Linked DNA regions of Mus musculus: regions 1, 2 and 3 are each linked to region 4. Evidence: chromatin contacts called from public HiChIP or PLAC-seq and promoter capture Hi-C data. All regions are on one chromosome and are shown on one strand. The core of a region is the stretch at or near the end of the contact, and the rest is flanking DNA. Distances in the headings are between cores, read along the strand shown.

Region 1 (5,215 bases), core at 277-2,776, 190 kb before region 4:
CCCGTTTTTTTGAGACAGGGTTTCTCTCTATAGCCCTGGCTGTCCTGGAACTCACTCTGTAGACCAGGCTGGCCTCGAACTCAGAAATTCGCCTGCCTCTGCCTCCTGAGTGCTGGGATTAAAGGCGTGTGCCACCACTGCCCAACCCACTTCTTTTTCTTGTCCTTCCTCTATTCCTCCCTAGACAACTCCCAACTTCCATCTTCCTAGGCAAACACAGAGCCTGTGGCTGGACTTCTTTTATACACAGATAGAACACTTCTGGTTGCAATCACTCAGTTTTCACCAGCCTCCCTGGTTCATTGATGCCTATTTTTCAGTGTCTTTAACTAGTGGAAGGGAGAAACTTGAATCTCTTCAGCTCTAATCCATTGGCCCTGCTCTCCTGATGTAATGGCCTCCCAAAGTCCCACTTCCTGACACCACCATCTTTTGGGTGAGGCATCTATGTGGGAATGTGTGGCGAACACAACCTTCAGACACTTCCTCAGCAGGCGTGAGGAGTGAGTCAAGTGTCCAAGAACTGAAAACTGTCCCAGTGTTTGTAGAGCTAAAGTAAAAACCCCAGAGTACGGCCTGTGCCAGCCTTCAGGCTGAGGGGAAAAAAACGCCCTTTTCATTTAATTTTTCATTATTTTTAACTCTTCCTATTCCTTTTATCTCGAGGGAGAAAGTCATGAAGCTGTTTTGATGAGGACTCTCTCTTTCCATCAGAGGTCGGTGACACATGATGACAGCCAGGGAAGGGGCTGGGTATGGTCTGTGTTTGGAATTCTTGAAATTTGTTGGTACACCCGTGGAAGTAACTCACTCTCAGGGCTTCCTTCTCTTCTCCTTCTGATGGAGATGGATATGTCAGCCATTCTGCTCCTGTTTGTTGAACACAGGATCACGCACACCACGCCGCTGTGGCTCCGGTGGCTAACCGAAGAGAAAGACAAAACTTTACAGACGTGCAATCCCCTTGTGAGGCACTGGAGCTGGCTCTGATTCCAACTGCACTGCTGAGAGTCGGGGGCTTTGGAAAGTGACAGGTGAGCCTTAGGCCTTTAGCGTGGCACTCACGTGATTGATTCCTGGTGCCTTTATGAGATGAAAGAAAGGGAAGAAAGGATGAAGAGAGCAGGGGACGGAGGGAGCGAGAGAAAGAGGACTCAATATAAGATGTATGGTAGACTCCCCTCCGTTTAGTACTTGGTATCAAGTACTCCCCCATGATGGATGTACATGTCCCCTACCCACTCTTTCTAAGGCAGTAGCTTCTAGCTGTGCCTGGTCACTGAGCACATGAAATAAAGCATGACTGACAGATTTTTTTAAAAATTTAAATGTTATTCAATTTAAACAGCCACGGGAGCCCCAGTGGCTTCCATGTTGAGCAGCAGCACAACAGCAGTGCCCCTGCCCTCGTCTCAGGCAGTGAGAAGACTCTTGTGAGAACATTAACGCAGATGGAAACAGGCCTATGGGGTATGCGGCTGTCTTGTGCCTCCTGGGCAGAAGGATTTGGAAGGCCCTTGGCTGTAATGAGTGGGTGTGGAGAAGTGAAGGACACACTCGGAGGCTGGGCCCGGAAGCTATGGTCACTGGGTCCTGAAAGCTTTCGATTGTCTTGAGTCCTCTTATAGGCTGCATCAGCAGGGCCAGAGGTCACACACGCAAGCTGGACTTGACAGGAAGCAGTCTCGCAGAAGTCAAACAGAAAAGGGAGGGCGAACAGCTCACTCCAGTGCTTCTCTAGCTCTGACTCGCAGTCCTCGTGACTGAAAGCATTAAGAAAGCACTTGTAAAGACACTGGCATGTAAGGTCTGGGGTATAGTTCAATGTAGACTGGCATGCCTTGAAAGACCCTGGGCTCCATTCCAACATATTAGATGGAGAGCAGGGGAAGTACCTGATACCAAGTTCTAAATGGGGAGGGGGGAGGCTTATCATATATCTTATATTGAGTCCTCTTTCTCTCCCTCCCTCCCTCCCCCATCTCTCCTTCCCTCTATCTCTCCTTCCCTCCCTCCCTCCCTTTCTCTCATCTCATAAAAGCACCACAAGTCAACCACGGGAGTGCCACACTAATGACCTAGGCTCACCTATCACTTTTCAAAGTCCCCGGCTCTAAGCAGTGCAGTTAGAATCAGTGCCAGCTTGCGTGTCTCCCAAGAGGATTAAATTTCTGTGTATGAAGCTTTGGGGGATGCTCATCCAAACCTTAGCAAAGCTGAAAGGAAGTAACAAAGGAATAAATAAATAGACTTAATGGTAGATCGGAACTATATAATAGAGGAAATTTAAACAAAAGCCACCGGAATATCAGGGACCTGTTAGATCATATCAATACATGTCTTTGCATAGCTGTAACTGTAACATGCATTGGTTGAGGAATTTGGAACTAAAGACCCAGAAAGGAAAGAAAGAATGGAGTAGAAAAAAAATTAAGAGAATTTCCAAGTTCTACATACCAGTTGTTGGGTGGATATGAAGCAAGATGAGGCTAAGCAGGGCCTGTTGCTCCATATGAACAAGGTGCAGAGCTTGACCTGACAAGCAATCCTGACAGGAAAGGACAACCAGATACACTCAGGGACTTAAGATTAGAGAGGTGGCAGAGTATGGTGACCATCACACTGGAAAACGTCTTCACAGGTACAGCCAGAAATACAACTCTCCTGAGGCTGAGGCAGGAGGATCGTACCTGGGTACTTAGAAGACACTGTCCTAAACAAAACAAAAACCATTTCTTTTATTTTAAAAGATGACTTCCCCTCCGGGCAAATCTGCACCATAGGAAATGCTAAAAGAAACCCAGACCTAAATAAAAGATGAAAACTCAAATCCTAGGAGAGAGAGAAACAAAAAACAAAACAAAACAAAAAAAAAGCTTTCTGCAGGAGAGGAGAAGCAGAACCCAGAGCAGAATTACAAACTGAAAGAAAAGATGAAAGCTTTAGAGGAACATGTTCTTCCCTAGTCTGGGGATCAAACCCAGAAACTTGAGGCTCAAGCACAGTAGGCAAACACTTTACCACTGAACAGCCTCCCCAGCCATACACTAAGCTCATCTTTGCATCTGAAATGACCATAGTGTGTGTGTGTGTCTGTGTTATTTTAAGTGTGTGGGCCTAAGTATATGTGTGTGCACCATGTGTGTACAGGAGCCCAAGGAGGTCAGAAGAGACATTGGATCCCCTGGAAGTGTCCTCACAGACAGCTGTGAGCCATCAGCTGGGAACCGAGCTCGGGTACTCCGCAAGGGTGGCAAGTGCTGTTAAGGGCCAAGGCATCTCTCCAGCCCTAACTACTGAGATATCTCTCCAGCTCTGGCCTCAATTTTTTATTCACTTAACAAACTCCCATTTTAACCTTCAGACTCAGAGTCGTGCTGGGAGCTAGCATACACCTTTAAGAAGATAAATATGTATTTAAAGGAAAAGCCTTAAGGCAGACATTTACTACGTGTTTCCTCCCACTCCTTCCTTAATAAAAAGCAAGTCCCCTGCTCAGGAATCCCTCTGCTCCATAAAGAATAACTCTGAAAGCCAGTCACCCTCTTTCTTCTCAGAGTGCTTCAGAGGCCAGAGACGACACTGTTTTTTGCCTTTACCCTTCCTGATCCTGAACCCTTCCCTAGGCTCAGTTGTATTTCTAGGAATTGATCATTAAAGATACCCCCAAGCAGGCTATAAATATGGCTCAGAGGTAAAGGCGCTAGCTATCAAGTCTGACAACCTGAGTTAGGTCCCCAAGTCCCACTTTGGTACAGGAGAAAACTGACTCTGGCCCATGTCCTGTGACCTCCCTATGTGTACAGTTGCAAGCATGTGTCTTCTTCACCACACAAATAAATATGATAAGACCACCTCCAAACCCTTGGAATCTCTATGATTGCTGGTTCTATCTTAAGTCAAACTGGTTCCTTCCGTCCAGAGTCGTAGTGAAACGCACTGGCCTTGCTTGCTGAGGACACAGCTTTATCTGCAGGGACAGAAACAGTTAACAATCTCGAGTTCCTTCTGTTTCTTAGCTTCTATCAAAATCAGTTCAGGGCTGGCCATGTGGTCAGCTCTGGTCAGCATGAGCGGAAGTGATTGTGTTACTTCTGGGCCCAGTTAAGAGCCAAAACGTTTCCCCCAAGTCTCTTTATCTATTGCAACAATGACACATTCACTCTACATGGTGTGGCTCGGGGAAGAAAAAGGCTTCCTAACCTATGCTGGACTTGGCATGAACACAAAGAAGCCTTTCCCGACCACCCTCTCCACCCCCACCTGCTTGCTTGCCTGCCTGCCTTCCTTCCTTTCTTCCTCTCTCCTTTCTCTTCTCTCTCTCTCTCTCTCTCTCTTTTATGAGAAGTCACTGAGACTTGGGGGACGCACTGCTTCTTGCAGCAACTCTTTTTTTAAATTAAGATTTATTTATTTATTTTATGTATATGAGTATACTGTAACTGTACAGATGGTTGTGAGCCTTCATGTGGTTGTTGGGAATTGAATTTTAAGACCTCTGCTCACTCTGGTCAACCCCACTTGCTCAGTCCCTGCTTGCTTGGGCCCAAAGATTATTTATTATTTATTAGTAGCAGTAAGTACACTGTTGCTGCCTTCAGACACACCGGAAGAGGGTGTCAGATCTCATTATGGGTGGTTGTGAGCCACCACGCGGTTGTTGGAATTTGAACTCCGGACCTTAGGAAGAACAATCAGTGCTCTTACCTGCTAAGCCATCTCACCAGCCTGCAGCACCTATTATTCATTACATTAACTACTACACACATTAAATTATAAGTTACTAATCCTTTTCATTAGGATCTGTTTGAGGTCAGGAGCAGGTGTGTCTCTTTAACTCCACCACCCAGCTATAGGGCCTGGAACATGAACTAGGCTCATTAAAAACATGTTGACTGACTTACGAGTCAATGAATCTTTTCACTTGATCTTTCCATACCTCCAGAGAGCCTGCGCTAAAACCCAAGAAGGAAATCTAGAAACTGACCTTGAATCCAGAATCTTCTAGTTCCAAGGCAAGAAGGTTTTACATATCACAGTGGTAAATGAATGTTGGGAACTGTGAACTGACCTCAGTATGTGGCCGTTCAGCCGCAGACAGAAGGCCTGTGTGTAACTTTCTATGACAATTATTCTGGGAAGTCATTTCTGGGAAACGGCCCAAGAACTTACACACAGTGGAGAGAAAGGCTTCTTTAGAGGACGGCTGTCACCA
Region 2 (5,190 bases), core at 2,401-4,900, 210 kb before region 4:
CAAGTTTAAGTATATTTAAGACTTTAGTTGGTTTGTTCTACCAGAGTTTCTAAGGTTTTTGTTGTTGTTGTTGTTGTTGTGTAGCATAGGATCACTTTGAACTGTTAAGATTCGGGGGTAGGAGGTGGTCTCACAAGAAGACCTCTGCAATTAGGATATGTGTTCATGGGTTGTTTTGTTTTGTTTTAAATAGCAGTGGGGGTTTTCAAAATGTCTTTATTTGTCTAATAGCAACTCTACAGAAAGAAGCCCGGCTTAGCCGTCTCATTTGCAAAGCTGCCTCAGAATTTGGATAAAAACCGATACAAAGATGTGTTGCCTTGTGAGTATCCGGCCTGATGCCTCCTTCCCCTACATGAGATAATGCTTCCTTTTTAAAACAGATTGTCTGGGATGCTGGAATGGTTTTCAGTGTGTCTGTAAACACCATCGTCTTTATTGCAGCCATCTCAGACTCAGAACAGTTGGGGAATAGTGTTTATGCTAATGAGGCGAGAGCTGCAGATGGGGCTGGGAACTGAACCCTTGTTTACTTGGGATGATAAAAATAACATTCAGAATAAATGGTAAATTTTTCTCTCTCCCACAGATGATACCACGCGGGTATTATTGCAGGGAAATGAAGATTACATTAATGCCAGTTATGTGAACGTAAGCTGGGAATCTGGGCAATAAAAAAAAAAAAAGACACACTGATCCTAGTAATGAGGGTGGGGCCAGCAAGGGGGACTTTTCCATGACAGAGCATGTTTCCACTCACTCCGTCCTTGTAGTCCAATGGTTTGGTGGGACTATGAGTGATCTCACTTTATAGAGGTGCAAAGGGGCACTGAATAACTTGAAAAGCCACAAACCTTATTCCATCTCCACCTGCTGATATACCAGGCTCTTGGCATTTCCCTCTGCTGCCGGTGTGTTGGTAACTTTCTGTGTTTTGCCCGTGTGATATTAGTGTCCCTCTGCCTCTAAGTCAAAGAAACACTTCCTCCGTATATACATATATATATACATATACGTGTGTGTGTGTGTGTGTGTGTGTGTATTATAACCCAAGAGGAGTAAAAGAAAAGGTTGGCCTGTTGTGGAGACATATTCATCATGGACAGCTTACTTGATTAGATTTCTCCACTTAAAGCCAGAAGCAGCAAACTGTAATCGACCACACTGAAAACTACCCTTAGCTAGCCAGGCAGCAGAACTGGCCGCTCGGGCCCTCATGTGCTAAACCATGACTTTGCAGAAGTACCCTCTGTAAAAACTGGTTCTCTCAGAAGTCTCACTCACTGCTCTGTCACATTATGGTGAAATTTGGAAGCGGCTTTTTGCTGCACCTTTTTTTTTTTTTTCCTTTCTGACTGTGAGTGGATAAGATCTTTTTCTGGTAGGATTCAGCTAAGCTATTAGGAAGGTGTAAACGGAGAGTCCTGCTCACCTTCGCCAGTGAACAGTCTAACGATAATAACCTTCCTGCTCTCCCAACAGATGGAGATGCCCGCTGCTAACCTTGTGAACAAGTACATTGCCACTCAGGGACCGCTGCCAAACACCTGTGCACAGTTTTGGCAAGTTGTCTGGGATCAGAAGTTGTCTCTTGTTGTCATGCTGACGACTCTCACCGAGCGAGGGCGGGTAAGTGGCTTCCTTTCCAGTTACCGTGCCATTGGGGAACATGAGTCTCAGGGCTGGAAAGGGCCTCCTACCGACCTATAAATCTCCAATGGACACCTGCAGTGATGAGAAAGTCCTCTTCCTGCCTACGTCCTCACATACATCTATGAAACCCCTATGTCGCCTGTGTCTCTCCCTGCCTGTGATCAATGTCTCATCTCACACAATTAAGACTGTAGTCTGCCGAGGCAATGTCTCTTCCCTCTGATATACATGCCCTTGGCTCCTGGCATCTTTATCCAACACTGGGCTGGACTGGGCTGACAACATAGTTCCTCCTGAGTAAGTTATTAGGCTGTCTGAATCACTTTCTTGAATGTGTAGTAGAGATGGTAACAGCGCCCACCACATTGGGAGGACTGGGGAAAGCTGGAAAGTATATATAATGAGCTCAGAGGACTACGGGTTTCCAGTGTCCCCCAAACGTCATCATCATCATCGTTGGAGTTTAGCGCTTTCAGATGCCTCGCTTCTCTGCTGTAGCCTTGACTCCCAGCTTCTTGTCACTCACAGATTAGCCAGAGTCTCTTCTCATCCCACAAATCAGGATAGAAAACTGTAGTGCCCAAGGGACAGCAGAAATCTCTTCCTGAATGCTGGTTCTCTGAGGCACTGAGAGGATGCTTCGAAGGGTGCCTGCTAATCCTAGCATCTGTTCTTACCTCCCCGGTTCCCATCTTGCCTACCCCCTCATCGTGAGAGACTGTCTGCAGTGCAGCTGGAATTCCCATGCTCTCCAGCTCAGCTCGGATCTTTGTCTGAAAGCCTCATTCTTCTCTGGTTTTGTTTGAATAAGAGGTGGAGTTGCTGGGCCCTGTTTTGAACTTAGAGACTCCCAGCTCCCTAAGCTAGCTCACAGGACTGCACCCTCTGTTTTCCTAAAGTGCCTCCGTCCATCAATCAGGTTACTTGGCATTGTGAGTAAGAAGGTGGACCCGCCAGCCAGCCAGCCAGGGTCAGTCCCCGCTGTCCCTTCTACCTGTGTGATTAAGAAAAATATCACCCATTTCTCAGGGCTGTGGGGCACTGAGCTGGCTGCTACGGGAAGCCTCTGAAGAGTGCTTGGTACATGTTCATTTTGTTGTTGTTATTGCTATTATTTGTGTGGATTTTGTTTTGTTTGGGGGGAATGAGTTTTACTCTATACACCAAGCTGATGTTAATCCTCCTGTCTCAGTCCTCTCAGGTGCTAGAAGAGAACACATGTGCTGTCACACCCAAGTGATCACCATTAATGCTGTACACATGTTAGCCAGCAGTCCCAATAGCATCAATTTGGATATACCTTAATGACTGCATTTGTTTCATAGTTTTAGTTTCTTCATACTAACTTTTTTTTTTTTGCTTTAGTGTTATTAACGTTTATTTTCTTAGTGTTTCTTAGACATAAATCCAGTATCGTTTGCCAAAGGTAAAAGTATGTGTAAAAGTCTCAAAAAGAGCTAAACAGAGCCAAGCACGATGGCAAACACCTGTAAGCCAGCACTTGAAAGGCAGAAAGAAGTACAGGGATCAGGAGTTCAAGGCCAACGTCAGCTACATTGAGACTTCTTTTTCTCAAAGTGCACCAACAAAACAAATGTAAAACCTTGTTCGGAAAGCCCAGGTGTTCTTCTCTCCTAAGCCCTGCCCCTGAGGCCAGCAACACTGATCTCGTTCCCTGGTCTGTGTTGTGAAAACAGATCACAAGTGTCAGGTTTGGAATGTTCAAGTGGCCCTAGACCCAGGCGCAGGCTTCCTTGGTGACACAGTGAGTCACTTGACATGCACAAAAAAAAAAAGAATCTGTCCCCATATCTGGCAGTCTCTGATTCTAGTGTGTTATTGGTCACAGATATTCTGTGCTCTGTCTGCCTTTACTCGGCCTTGTATTCTGAAACTTCGGTGCTCAAACATCACATTTCCTCAGGAGCAGTGTGTGGAGCTGACTCTCTGCTGTCCCCTGAGGTCTTGGAGCTCACGATGCAATTCTTCAGAGCTGACACCCGAATCCACCCAGTGACTCAGCACCAAGGCTGGCTTGCTGGTGTCAGGCTGCTTGCTGTTTGATAGTTCACTCTCCCCTTTCCAGTTAGACAGTCATTCTTTTCAGAACAGGGTGCCCCTGAAGGAATGCAGGTGACAGATTCGCTGCCCAGTGGCAACCCCAACTTCCCTTGATTTGCTTGTTCCAGGTCAGGGAAGAAAAGCTTTTTACGAGAAACCTTACCCTCATCCATTGCTCTTCCAGGGCCTGCCTCTCCAGCTCCCGGCTGCAGCCGCTCTTTCCTGTCATCTGAGTTCTCCTTGTGACCCAGCCTGTTTCTCTGTTTCCCAGTCTTTTCTTCTTACTGTAACTTCATCATGCATTTGAGAGTTCCCATGAGGCCTGCCCATCCCTTCAGCATCTCTGGCCCTGCCAACATTTTAGAAACCTGTTCTTCAAAAATCCCGGGTGCCTGCTTCCCTCTCCGGTTACAGATTTTCCGGTGACCTGTGCCCTCTCTCCTCAGCCCCAGTCCACGCCCACTTCCGACTCAGTCATTCCAGGTGAATGGCTTTGCCCCTCCTTTGATGTAAGATCAACTTTCCAGGACGTCCTGTTTGTTGCCCCTATGCCATGCCCTAAGTGGGTCTCCCAGTAGGCTCACACTAGAGTCCAGTGCCCTTCCTGTGCTGCCCTGAGTCGTAGGGAGCCAGCCCCCTGAAGAGTCTGCAGAGCCTGCAGGGTCACTGACCCAGGTCCTTATTTTGGTTAGGTTCTCTGTCGACTACATGGGGGTTTCTTCTTAGATGGATCGCTTTTCAGTTGGGAAAGCCAGTGCCTTCTATCAGATGTCTGACCCCATCCCACCCCACCCCCTGCCTTTGGAGGAGCTATATTTTATACCTACACATGAATAATGTGTATAATCTTCCTTTCCATCCCACCAGTCAGTTGACGCACAGGCTTTGAATAGGACTGTAAGGCTCCAGTTCCCACGCCGCCACAAAGCACAATGCCTATATCTCTTGGGTGGTTCTGAGTACTGGGATGAATTTCTAGGGACTAGGCTCCCAGAGTCCCACTGTCTCGCTGGACCAGAGGCAGTGGGTTTGCTCTGAGTAGCAAGCAGTAAAGCCCACGACTACCATGAGGCTACCAAGAAGAGGTCTGGGGTAGCACAGACCTCCTTCCTGCTCTCTATGTGCTTGAGAAGGTGCACAGGTAGGTTAGATGGATGGCTCCCTCCCCGTGGAACTTATTTCTGAATCTGGTTAGTTTCCTGGTGCCCTTCGGTGTCCTCCTGGAAGGTTCGACCCCAAGTCCAGCTGTTTGCTTTCTGCTTGGACACATCTACCTAGTGCTGTCCTGTAAGAGGATCCCAAAGCCACCACCCTAGCCCCTCGTGTGCACACATGTGCACATATGCAGCCCAGCTACATGAGCCCACGTCTGAGCCACAGGCACACATCCACTTAAGTACTTATGCCAGCCATCTGGAGCAGGTCTTAGCTCTCCTTTCTCTTCAGTTCATCCACTCACTGTTTAATGCCATTGGC
Region 3 (4,762 bases), core at 1,642-4,141, 150 kb before region 4:
ATACAGAGAAACCTGTCTCGAAAAACCAAAAAAAAAAAAAAAAAAAAAAAAAAGAAAGACTTGAGGGGTTGCTTGTAGACTTGATAAAACAACAGACTTTAGGGTCTGAAAACAGCAGCTGCAAATGAGCAGCTGTTGGAACATACAGTCCTGTAACTGTAAAATGCAAGGTTGCTCATGAAACGTGCAAATTCTGAGGTTGAAATGTTGGTGACAAGAACCACTGTGTAGTAATGTCTGAAGACTTATTTCTCCTCCATGTAAGAGCTAAATGGGGCGAGATCCATCGGATAGCGGGGCCTGATATATTGGAATCTCCATGCAATTCAGCATGCCACTGTCAGAGGCCATTGGGTCTGACCGGAGTCACAAGTGTGGGGATCTGGGCTCGATAACCTTAATGGAGCCTGGAGCTCAACAGGAGAGAAGCTCTGAATAACTACACACTCAGATGATGCACACCAGATGAATGAATAGCGTTGAAAGCTGTGATTCTCCAAAGCTGCATCCCTTGTAGCGTGCCTGCCTTCCTATTTGGCTGACGTAGAGAACCACAGATACAGTGACTTAAAACAACATTAAAGCGTTACTTTGCCATGCTAGAGGCCGAGGTGGATCTTACAGGCTGAAGCCAGTGTTTCATTCCTTCTAGACTTCCTAGGGCATAAATCACCCTTTACCTTTCTTGCTTCTAAGCAGTGGTTCTCAACCTTCTTACCTAATGCTGCAACCCTTTAATTCAGTTCCTCATGTTGTGGTGACCCCAACCATGAAATTATTTTCATTGCTGCTTCCTAACTGTAATTATGCTACTGTTATGAATCCCTACTTCAACCTTTTTAACTCGAGCGTAGAACCAAGCCCACCTTTGCTACATACAGTGAAACACAACGATGCAAATGCAAGATGCATAGGTGGACATCTTGGAGTGGCTACTCTGCTGCAGCATTCCTGGAGATAGCCTTAGAAACTAGTCAGCTGGCCTGGGCTATGCCAATTTGTACATAGTTTCTGTTCAATCTTGTTGTGGGGGTAAAGGGCAGAGTGGGTATCCAATGGTTTATTGTGTAGATGCCATTTTACAGAGTAAACTGTCACATGGGTGGTCCCCATAATATCAGAGAATGAATTCGGGGCAGCTGTCAGACCTTGGGCAAGCATATTACAAACCTAAGTTCTAAATCCATCTAAGTGAACGGGAATGCATAGAACTGTCTTGGAGAGTTGGAATGAGGAGTAATGAAGATGCAAACGGTGAAATCTAAGACAATGCCTGGCTTTCAATAAATGTCTCTTTTGGAATGAGTCCTACATTCACCCCCTGTCTTCTCTGTGTGCTTTGCTGAGGTCACTGCTTCCCCAACTCTTTCTTAAACTGTCATTTGCTTGCCAACCATGTTACAAGCTCCACCAGTAGCTCTGGAGCCCAATGAGTCTGTATGTCAGTCTCTTAAGCTCTCCAAAGCTCAGTTTCCTCCTTTGTATGATCCAGGTAATAACCTGTACGCTAACAGGCTAAATTAAGACATATGGAAAGGGCTTACCGTAATGTCTGGCACAAAATTAGGGCCTGATAAACAGTAGTGTTATTCTCCCCAAAGGCCTGGCCTCCTTTCAGCTTCATTTCCCACATTCCTTTCTGCAACACAGGACAACTCACTTGTCTGTGGGCAAACCCTGAACCTGTGGGCATTGATTGTTAGCAATTCGCTGTCTCCAGTTTGCTCCATGTGCCCTATGCAATTCATTCTTATGTTCTGCTTCGCTTCCCAGGAGTCTGTCCAACCTTGACCAACCTTCTCAGTAGCAATAGCTTATGCAGGACCTTTCCTTAATTCTGGGCATGGGCGAGGTCCTTGAAGCAGGGTGTCTCCAAAGGAGTATGGAAAAGTACTTCCCCTCCTCGCAGGCCTCAATTTTCTTGTTTGGAACGGGTCCGTTGGACTGGCAGGTTAAAGCTCCAGCCAGGGTTGAGATTTTAAGCAGATAGAATTTCATTAAGTGGCAGGGACCTTCTAGGTCGCCTACTCCACTTCTGCAGAAGGAGAAACTGAGTACGGTTGGTGTTTTGTTTTTGTTTTTGTTTTTCTTCCAGAAAGAGCCGTGTTTTTCTTTGCCCTAGGGGTAAGACTTCCCTGGAAGGAGACAGTCTTATTTTCTTCATCTGGTCAAGCAGGAGGAACTCTTGGACTTCTAGGGGGTCCTGCGCGCCCGGAAACACGTGTGTGCTCACCTACGTGTACGCACGTGAGCGCACCTACAGCAGCAGGGGGCGCTCGGGCCGGCAGGGGGCAGCACAAGCCCGGCGCAGCCCCGGGGGAGGAGGGCGTGCTGCAGTGCCGGCGGCGGCGGCTGGAGGTGCAGCCCTCCCAGGTGGGAGGCGGGGGCTGCGGGCGCAGGAAAAGGCGCCCCGGGAGCGGGCGCTCGGCGGGGGCCTCCTCGGGCCGGGCGCGGCGCGAGTGGGAGCGAGCGCGCCGGGAGCACGCAGGCGCTTTGCTCCGGCTGGCCCTCGGCCGGCGCGCGGCGCGGGAGCAGCCCGCAGCCGGGTCCCCCCGCGGCGCTCTTCGCGGGGCAGCGGCCACGCAGCAGCCGGCACCGACCGACCGCCCCAAGCGCGCGGCAGCGACAGCGGCGACAGCAGCGGGACGGTCCCCCGGGCCGCCTGTGCGCGTTCTCTCCCGCGCGGCTACTCTCGGCGGGCGCTGGCCCGGCCGACGCGTCCCGCGGGCGGCCGGAGCGCGGCGGCGGCCTCGGCTGGGGCGGGAGCGAGCCCCGGGCCGCAGCCCGCGGGAGGCGGCGCGGCGCGGCGGGCACTGACGGCGGCGCCGGGCGCTCCCGGGCGGCGGCGCGGCGGCAGCGCAGGGGGCGGAGGCAGGGGGCGCCCCCGGCCAGGATGCTGCGGTTCCTGCGCCGGACCTTTGGCCGCCGCTCCATGCAGCGCTACGCGCGGGGCGCGGCGGGGCGCGGGGCCGCCGGGCTGGGGGACGAGCGCGACGGGGGGCCGCGAGGGGGCCCGGCTGCCGCCGCCAGCTCCTCGGTGCTGCCCGCCGCGCCCGGGGGCAGCGTATTCCCGGCCGGCGGCGGGCCCCTGCTCACCGGCGGCGCGGCTGTGCACATCTCCGCCTCGGGAGCTGCCAAGGCCACCCTTTACTGCCGTGTCTTCCTGCTCGACGGAACCGAAGTGAGCGTGGACCTGCCGGTGAGTGACGCGGCGCGTGCGGGGCACTAGCAGCCTGCTCTGCTTGGGTCAGAACCCCCTGTCCCAGTCTTTCTTTCTCTCTGGGAAGCTACCCGGGCTGTTTTTTGGGGACCCCTCCCCCATCTTCTGCCAATCTTCCCCAGCCATGAACCCTCCCAGACCACCAGCCCGGGTATGCTCTGGGGCCCAGTCTTTGGCACCTTGCAACCGCAGGGTTGCGGCGCCCTTCTTTGGCGACCACCTAGGATTTTTGTGCCTCACTCCTACCCCATGCTATCCCATGCACACGTCCCTACGTCCCCTCCCCTTGGCGCAGGTGGCTGGCATTCCCTGCCAATGTTGGCCTTCGGCTGCTGGATTGAGTAGAATTTTTCAAGCGACGCAGGGCTGTTCCGGGGTATCCCGCTTTGGGTATCAGGCCTTGGTGGAGAAGAAATCCTTGCCTGCTGCTCAGCAGGTGCCCCAAGTTTGGGAAGAGGCTTAGGGAACAGTTTTGCCGCTCTGCCTTCTCCCGATTCCCCGTGGATGGCCCCCATAGGGAGCCTATCCCAAAGTGCTCCCTGGCTCACAACCTCGCAGGGAGTGGAGCGACTTGGGAGCCAACTCAGGCCAGGTCCGCTTTGAACGGAGAGATAAGCCTTGGCGTGCTGGGAGTTGGCCCCGGTCCCCTCTGGACTGGCCTACCCACTCTCTCCCACACCCGGCAGTTTGCGTGGTTCGTTCAGGGCATCCCGGGGTGGCAGCACCAGGGCCTGCGTCCGGTTCACACACCCACAGGTGGTTGCACCCGGGCCCAGTTCCAGTGGCAAGCTAGGCCAGCGCCAGTGTCTCCGACAGGGAGTCCAGCCGCCAAAAGAGCCTTTTTGGCCGAAGGGGCCAGTCAGATCCTATCAAACGCTGCACTAACGGGCGCCCACTGCGCTGCGGCAGACGGTGCCTTCGGGAATCTTTGGGCATGACTGAAGACACCGCAGTAATTGAGCTTTAGATGAGTTACAGATTGTCCGGAGTGTTTAGGCCTCCGGACAGTCTGTAACTGGGTGGTAGGAATTCGTTGGATTTAAGGAGAGAACACTTAACCTGTAAGGGTTTCAGATGGGAAAAATCAGCCTCGCTAGCCTAGGCTCTAATGCTGCTTCCTGTGGGTTAATTTGGAGACAGCTTCAATTTATGGTAGTTTCATTTTTGTGGTTCCTGTGCTCTATAGGAGAGCATTTTGTCACAAAAATATCCTCGCGAGGCCTTTTCATAGAAAAGGTGCCAACATTCCCCAGCCCAAAGCTGTTGTCTTTTAAAAAGCATGCATGTCACCGCTCCCCAAGAATGAGGCTCGCCAGCTCTGATGCAGAGAGGCAGCCTGCGAGTCGGGGAGCAGAGGCTAGGTGAGTGGGCAGCTTGGGTTGAGAGAGGCTGTGGCGCAGTTTGCATCTGGCAGAGGAATGATACCCCCGGGAACTTTGTCGGTGCTCCCTGCCTGGTAGTTTTCGTGGCTGTTCCCCAGGGATAATTGGCTTATAAAATGTATTGCTACTGTCAGGTTTGTGCGACAGGCTTAAGTGGTGT
Region 4 (4,827 bases), core at 649-3,148:
TTATGAACAGTCATACACAAATTTTTCTGTGTGAACATATGTTTTGGGTCCTCTTGGAATTGCCAGATCATATGGCAACTCTATGTTTAACTTTCTGAGGGACTTCCAAGATCACAGCTTTTATATCTTATGAAATTCAAAGTGAAAAATGACATACACCAGGCGGTCAGAGGCAGGGCACATCTGTTCCTGGTTGGATACTGAATGGTAGCACTAATCTGGGGATGTTTTATAACAGAAAAAAAAGGTCCTTTTGAGAAATTATTTTGATGAGAAGAGAAATAAAGGTTGTCTGTCTTTTAAAAATGAAAATGAAATTAAATGCTTCTTCTTTTAAAAGTGACTAACTGGGACTGGGAAATGGGTTAGTGGGTGATGTGTTTGCTGTATGAAATGAAGTTGGGACCCTGGGCACCTACATAAAAGCCTGGCACAGCAGCATTTCTCTATTACCCTAGTGTTGGGGTGGAAAGCAGAGGGAGGTGGATCCTAGGGATTCACTAGACAGGTAAATCCAGCAAGGTCCGGGTTCAGGAGACTGCTCAGTTAGTAAAGTACTGGCTGTGCAAACATGAGGACCTGAGTTCAAATCCCTGATGCCCAAATAAAAAACAGTATGCGGCAGCATGTCGATAATACCAGTGCTGGGAAGACAGGGGGATCCCAAGCTCCCAGCCCAGCCTGCATAGCTGAGGTGAGCTTCAGGTTCAGTGTGAGACCCTGGCAGGATTAACATAGTTAACTTCTGATGACCTGTCGGCTATATACAATAATGAACAGCTGGCCTTTGGATTTCCCAAGGCATCTCCCATCCCGATACAGCTCCCATGTCTTCCAGCCACTGGGCTAAAAATCAGTTGAAATTACTGGCTTCTCAGTATTTCATAGTTCTGTGCAAGGTTATGACATCAGTGACATTGAACCCTACAACCCTTTCCCTACATGGTCTTATTTAATATGCACTACATCCTGGGAATTAGTGATCACTGGTCATTATTGATAACCCAGGCAGTCTGACTTCTAGGTGTGCATTTGGAATCTGTTTTTCTGCCTCAGTAGCAGTTTCCTTACTTTATGCATTTTTTTAAAAAAAAGAACCAGAAGAAAGGTTTACATGCAAGGTTCTGAAGTAGCATCGAGGAAGAGATAGTGTCACTATTTCTTGCAGAAGACAACTAGTTGTCACCACCCCAACAAGGGTCATTTAAAGACAAACCTGGGATCTGTGTATATAATTGAGCAAATGAATGGCCAGATAAATAATGCAGTGTCTTACAAGCTGATGTGAAAACGTGGAGATTCGTCGTGCTTATCAGACATGGTTAGCTCACTTAATGTCTGTGCACTTTGCTTCTGGGGAAATTGGGTAAACCATTTGCCTAGTTTGAAAGGCTCAGGTTATACTCCAGCACTTGTGGCTTTTGCCAAGGTCTTAAGTTACACTTTCCACACTGTCTCTGATATCTGCTTGACTACGTAGATAGTGGGAGTTTGTGATTTCATCTTCCTTCTGTGATGATCCAGAGAAATTTATGAGTCTAGTAAGTTTTTTCTCCGGACGAAAAGTTGCAGGAGCAAGATGTTGGCGACAGTCATTCTAATAAGGTGTGGAAACTGGATGCTGGGGATTTGAGTAAGAGAGCAAATTCTGCTTTGTGTATCCAGAGTGGGGCCTGAAGCGATACAAGCAAGCTCCCAGGTGGTGCTGATGTTGTAGATCAGCGGGCCACACTAAGCACCCAGGGACCAGAAAGGTCAAATCTGGAGGCGACTGGGCGATGGGGAGAATAGAAAGAAGGACGCGAAGAAGGAGCGTCAGGCGAGGAGGGGGTGATGCTGAGCGGACGGGGGCAGGCTGCGGGGCTGGAGCGAGGATGCGCAGAGCGAGGCAGGGAGGCGGCGGGTGCGGGCGCTCCGCGGCTGCGCGGCGCGTGCTGGCGGCGGCTCGGTCCCGGCCCGCGCCCGCGGGGTCCCCGCTGCGGCCGGAGCGGCCTGGCTGCGGGATCCGTGCGCAGCGATGGCGGGGCAACCCCTGCGGCGCCCGGCCTGGGTACCACTGCTCCTGCGACTGCTGCTGGCGGGGATCGCTGCCTGCGATGCCAGCCCCGCGGACGACAGCGCGGGCCCGGGGGGCCGGGGACCCCGGGGACGCGCGCGAGGGGACGCGGGCGCGGACGAGGCAGTGCCGCGCCACGACTCCTCCTACGGCACCTTCGCCAGCGAGTTCTACGACCTGCGCTACCTGTCAGAGGAGGGTGAGGCTACCAGAGGGTGAGGGGCGACCTGGGGGTGGGAGGTTGAGGGGCGCAGGAAGGGTCCGCAAAGGTGTCAGTGGAGGCAGATGGGCACAGATGAGACTAGAGTAGGGAGCCCGGCTCTCTGACCCAGCCTGTAGGAGGGAAGTCTGGAGGAGCTGTCAGCGCCCGCTCCCCTCTTTACACGTGGGGAGACTAGGGCCGGGAGAGTCAGTCTCAAGTCTTGCGAGGCTGTGGATAGAAGGTGCTAAGCTTATGCTCCCCTAGTTCTCAGCGTCTGGCCTCCTCCATTCTCCTGCAATGGAGGAGGCGCCATCTGGACTAGAATTCCGGAGCCCAGGGCAGCAGGCGGGAAGCAGAAAACCCAACTTAGAGACAACCGTTGCACAATTACCTCCTGGTAGGTCTGGAATAACCTAAATTTACAGGTACTGTCGCTCCATCTTTCATTGCCCAGGCGCCAGAGATGGGTCATAGCTCCCTCCCCAGTCCACCCCACATCTGCTGCTACCACACTTGTAGTCTCCTAGTGTGAGCCACCATTGTTGGGACCATCTGGGCCCAGAGACTGAGATTTCTTCGCCAGCTTCCCTGAGGAGCTGTTTCAAAGAGTACAAAAGGCAAAGCCATTCTGATAAAAGGAATGGAAACTGGTCTCTTACTTCCGCAGCTTTCGGAAAGCTTGGCAAAGAGGAGCCAAGAATCAAGCTGAGGGTTGAAATGAGGTTATCTGTTCGTGGATATATCTCTTAATGAGGATGAGGTTCAGCTATACGCAGCATACAAATGTTAATATCATCAATAAGATAGGATTTTCTCTCTCACACAAGGAAATCTAGAAGCCCCACAATCCAAAGCTGGCATGAAGTCTCCAGTCTTAGGGACCTTTTGCTCCTTCGTAATTCTCAGCTTATAGCTTAATGACCCCAAGTAGCTGCTTGAACCCCACTCACTACCTTCACTTTCCAGAGGGTGAAAAAGACAAAGTGGGGAGAAAATACTGACTGCCTACTTATTAAGGATGCTACTCTGATAGAAGTTCCATAGAATGATTTTAGTTTCTTAGCCATGTGGTCACACATAGCTGTAAAGGAGTTGGGGACAGGTAATCTTGTAGCTAAAAAAGACATACAGTATCCACTTCAAAATAATACAATTATTATATTAAGGAAGGTGGAGAGAATGAATTGGAAATATATTTATTTCCAATAATATTGGAAATATATTTATTAAATAGAGACTGCTGAACCACCCCTCCCCACACACACACACACACTTAGTGACCTCGACTCTGGCTGTTCAAGGGCTGATGAAGCAACTCTACTCCATGTTGTCACTCAGGGACCTACGTGCCTTCCATCTTGTTGCTCTACTATCCTTTAAGACCTTGTCCTCATCTCTGTAATAGAAGATTGGTGGCTTGTATGTCTTTGTTCAAAATTGATGGTAGGGTGCTGGAGAGATGGCGCAGTTGGTAAAGCCCTTGCCTCACAAACCCTAGTTCAGAGCATTGGAGCCCATGTAAAGCTAGGTACAGTAGCTCCTGTGTCTGTAATCCCAGTACTCCTGTGGAGCTATGGGACATGGAGACAATAGAATCATTGGAGCATGTGGGCCATCTGATATGCAGCAGCTAACAAGAGACCCTATCTCCGGATGGATGGAGAGACCTGACATCTGAGGCTGTCCTCTGATCTCCACATTCGGAGCATGTGTGGCATACGCCCATCCATAGTCACACATACACATGACATGTGCATGCACACACACAGACACACACACAACTGAAGAAATGGAAAAGAGAAGTTTAGGATAAGTAATTATCGTTTTTTGGCTGCTTGCATAGATCGTCTCTTCTCATAGTCTTTGGCAATTACAAGCATAATTAAGTAATGTCCTAGCTGCAAGGGAGGCCAGGCACCCCTGAGCCCTGGAAAAAGGAGCAAATGGTGTGAGGAACAACACACTAAACAGAATCTATCACTCTGGGAGAGGTTAAATATTCCTAAGCATATTTTTCTGAAAGCACGTAGTCCGTATTTCTCCCTTACACAACCAGTCTGTCCTTCCAAGTGACTTAAAGGTAGTATGTGAGCACATATATTCTCAACTAAGGAAGAACAAGCCAGGCTCTGTGTCTGTTTACATACATGGAAAGAATGAACTGTATAAGCAGGTTTTATGAAGGCCAACATCAGGTGACAGTAGCTCCCAAGGAACGCTTTACAGTCACTCTGCAAAGTAGGCTTCCAGCCCAGAGCGTAGATGCTGCAAACAACAGGAGCATATAAAACATTGGATTATGGGTAACTACTCTGGGTATTCTTTGAGGAGGAAAAGCAACAGGAAATGGAATGTTGCCTTCGTTTTCAACCTTAAAGTGAAGCCTTCTGTGTCAGTCTCATGTTGTCAGCTGCTCAGGATAGAGGAGCCCGAGTCTGAGGATGGTAGTAGCTGCTGTCCCTTTGGCTGATAACAAAAACTCCCACTTATGATTGCTTATGATTAAGACATAATTATCTGGCCATTTGCAAGACATTCAAATCAATGAGCAGCTCACCCCTGAGTTCAA

What was found. Promoter capture Hi-C pulls out the DNA fragments that hold promoters and counts their contacts. HiChIP or PLAC-seq counts read pairs in DNA pulled down with a chosen protein or histone mark.
Region 1: a contact with region 4 is called in a promoter capture Hi-C map of liver. The contact joins the enhancer-like site here to the promoter of Frrs1l in region 4. A contact is called at or near these places in 15 of 39 promoter capture datasets (the 3T3-L1 cell line, the C10 cell line, cranial neural crest and 8 more), 2 of 484 Hi-C or Micro-C datasets (brown adipocytes and differentiating embryonic stem cells), 5 of 115 datasets of contacts at active chromatin or transcription factors (the 230-238 cell line and embryonic stem cells) and 2 of 9 other capture datasets (adipose tissue and liver).
Region 2: a contact with region 4 is called in an H3K4me3 HiChIP or PLAC-seq map of embryonic stem cells, with 16 read pairs. The contact joins the enhancer-like site here to the promoter of Frrs1l in region 4. A contact is called at or near these places in 12 of 39 promoter capture datasets (the 3T3-L1 cell line, 3T3-L1-derived adipocytes, the C10 cell line and 7 more), 1 of 484 Hi-C or Micro-C datasets (embryonic stem cells), 3 of 115 datasets of contacts at active chromatin or transcription factors (all in embryonic stem cells) and 3 of 9 other capture datasets (adipose tissue, embryonic stem cells and liver).
Region 3: a promoter capture Hi-C map of neural stem cells shows a contact between it and region 4. The contact joins the promoter of Epb41l4b here to the promoter of Frrs1l in region 4. A contact is called at or near these places in 19 of 39 promoter capture datasets (the 3T3-L1 cell line, 3T3-L1-derived adipocytes, the C10 cell line and 11 more), 1 of 484 Hi-C or Micro-C datasets (embryonic stem cells), 6 of 115 datasets of contacts at active chromatin or transcription factors (embryonic hindbrain, embryonic stem cells, forebrain and 1 more) and 3 of 9 other capture datasets (adipose tissue, embryonic stem cells and liver).

What each region holds. Positions count from the first base shown.
Region 1 is chr4:57,171,957-57,177,171 of GRCm38.p6, reverse strand. It overlaps Gm12530 (predicted gene 12530), which reads right to left and starts at 5,101. Exons shown (of 5, transcript NR_040669.1): 1 at 4,988-5,101; 2 at 3,856-3,970; 3 at 2,458-2,713; 4 at 2,089-2,216; 5 at 618-1,763. Within about 2 kb of position 1,526, at least 14 of the 459 cell types and tissues checked have an H3K27ac peak or open chromatin away from gene starts, as enhancers often do.
Region 2 is chr4:57,201,346-57,206,535 of GRCm38.p6, reverse strand. Ptpn3 (protein tyrosine phosphatase, non-receptor type 3) reads left to right here. Exons shown (of 26, transcript NM_001384115.1): 20 at 232-322; 21 at 590-651; 22 at 1,483-1,629. Among named protein-coding and RNA genes, the nearest start is that of Gm12530, 32 kb to the right of the region's middle. Within about 2 kb of position 3,650, at least 104 of the 459 cell types and tissues checked have an H3K27ac peak or open chromatin away from gene starts, as enhancers often do. A contact at or near this core is called in adipose tissue, embryonic stem cells and stem cell-derived epiblast-like cells, where this site is marked.
Region 3 is chr4:57,141,285-57,146,046 of GRCm38.p6, reverse strand. It overlaps Epb41l4b (erythrocyte membrane protein band 4.1 like 4b), which reads left to right and starts at 2,891. Exons shown (of 25, transcript NM_001355492.1): 1 at 2,891-3,199. The coding sequence starts at 2,894. It overlaps LOC108168956, which reads left to right and starts at 1,396. Exons shown (of 2, transcript XM_017320489.1): 1 at 1,396-1,441; 2 at 2,056-2,789. The coding sequence starts at 1,396. The coding sequence ends at 2,789.
Region 4 is chr4:56,987,462-56,992,288 of GRCm38.p6, reverse strand. Frrs1l (ferric-chelate reductase 1 like) reads left to right here and starts at 1,898. Exons shown (of 5, transcript NM_001142965.1): 1 at 1,898-2,255. The coding sequence starts at 2,018. Epb41l4b (erythrocyte membrane protein band 4.1 like 4b) reads left to right here. Exons shown (of 25, transcript NM_001355492.1): 25 at 1-317.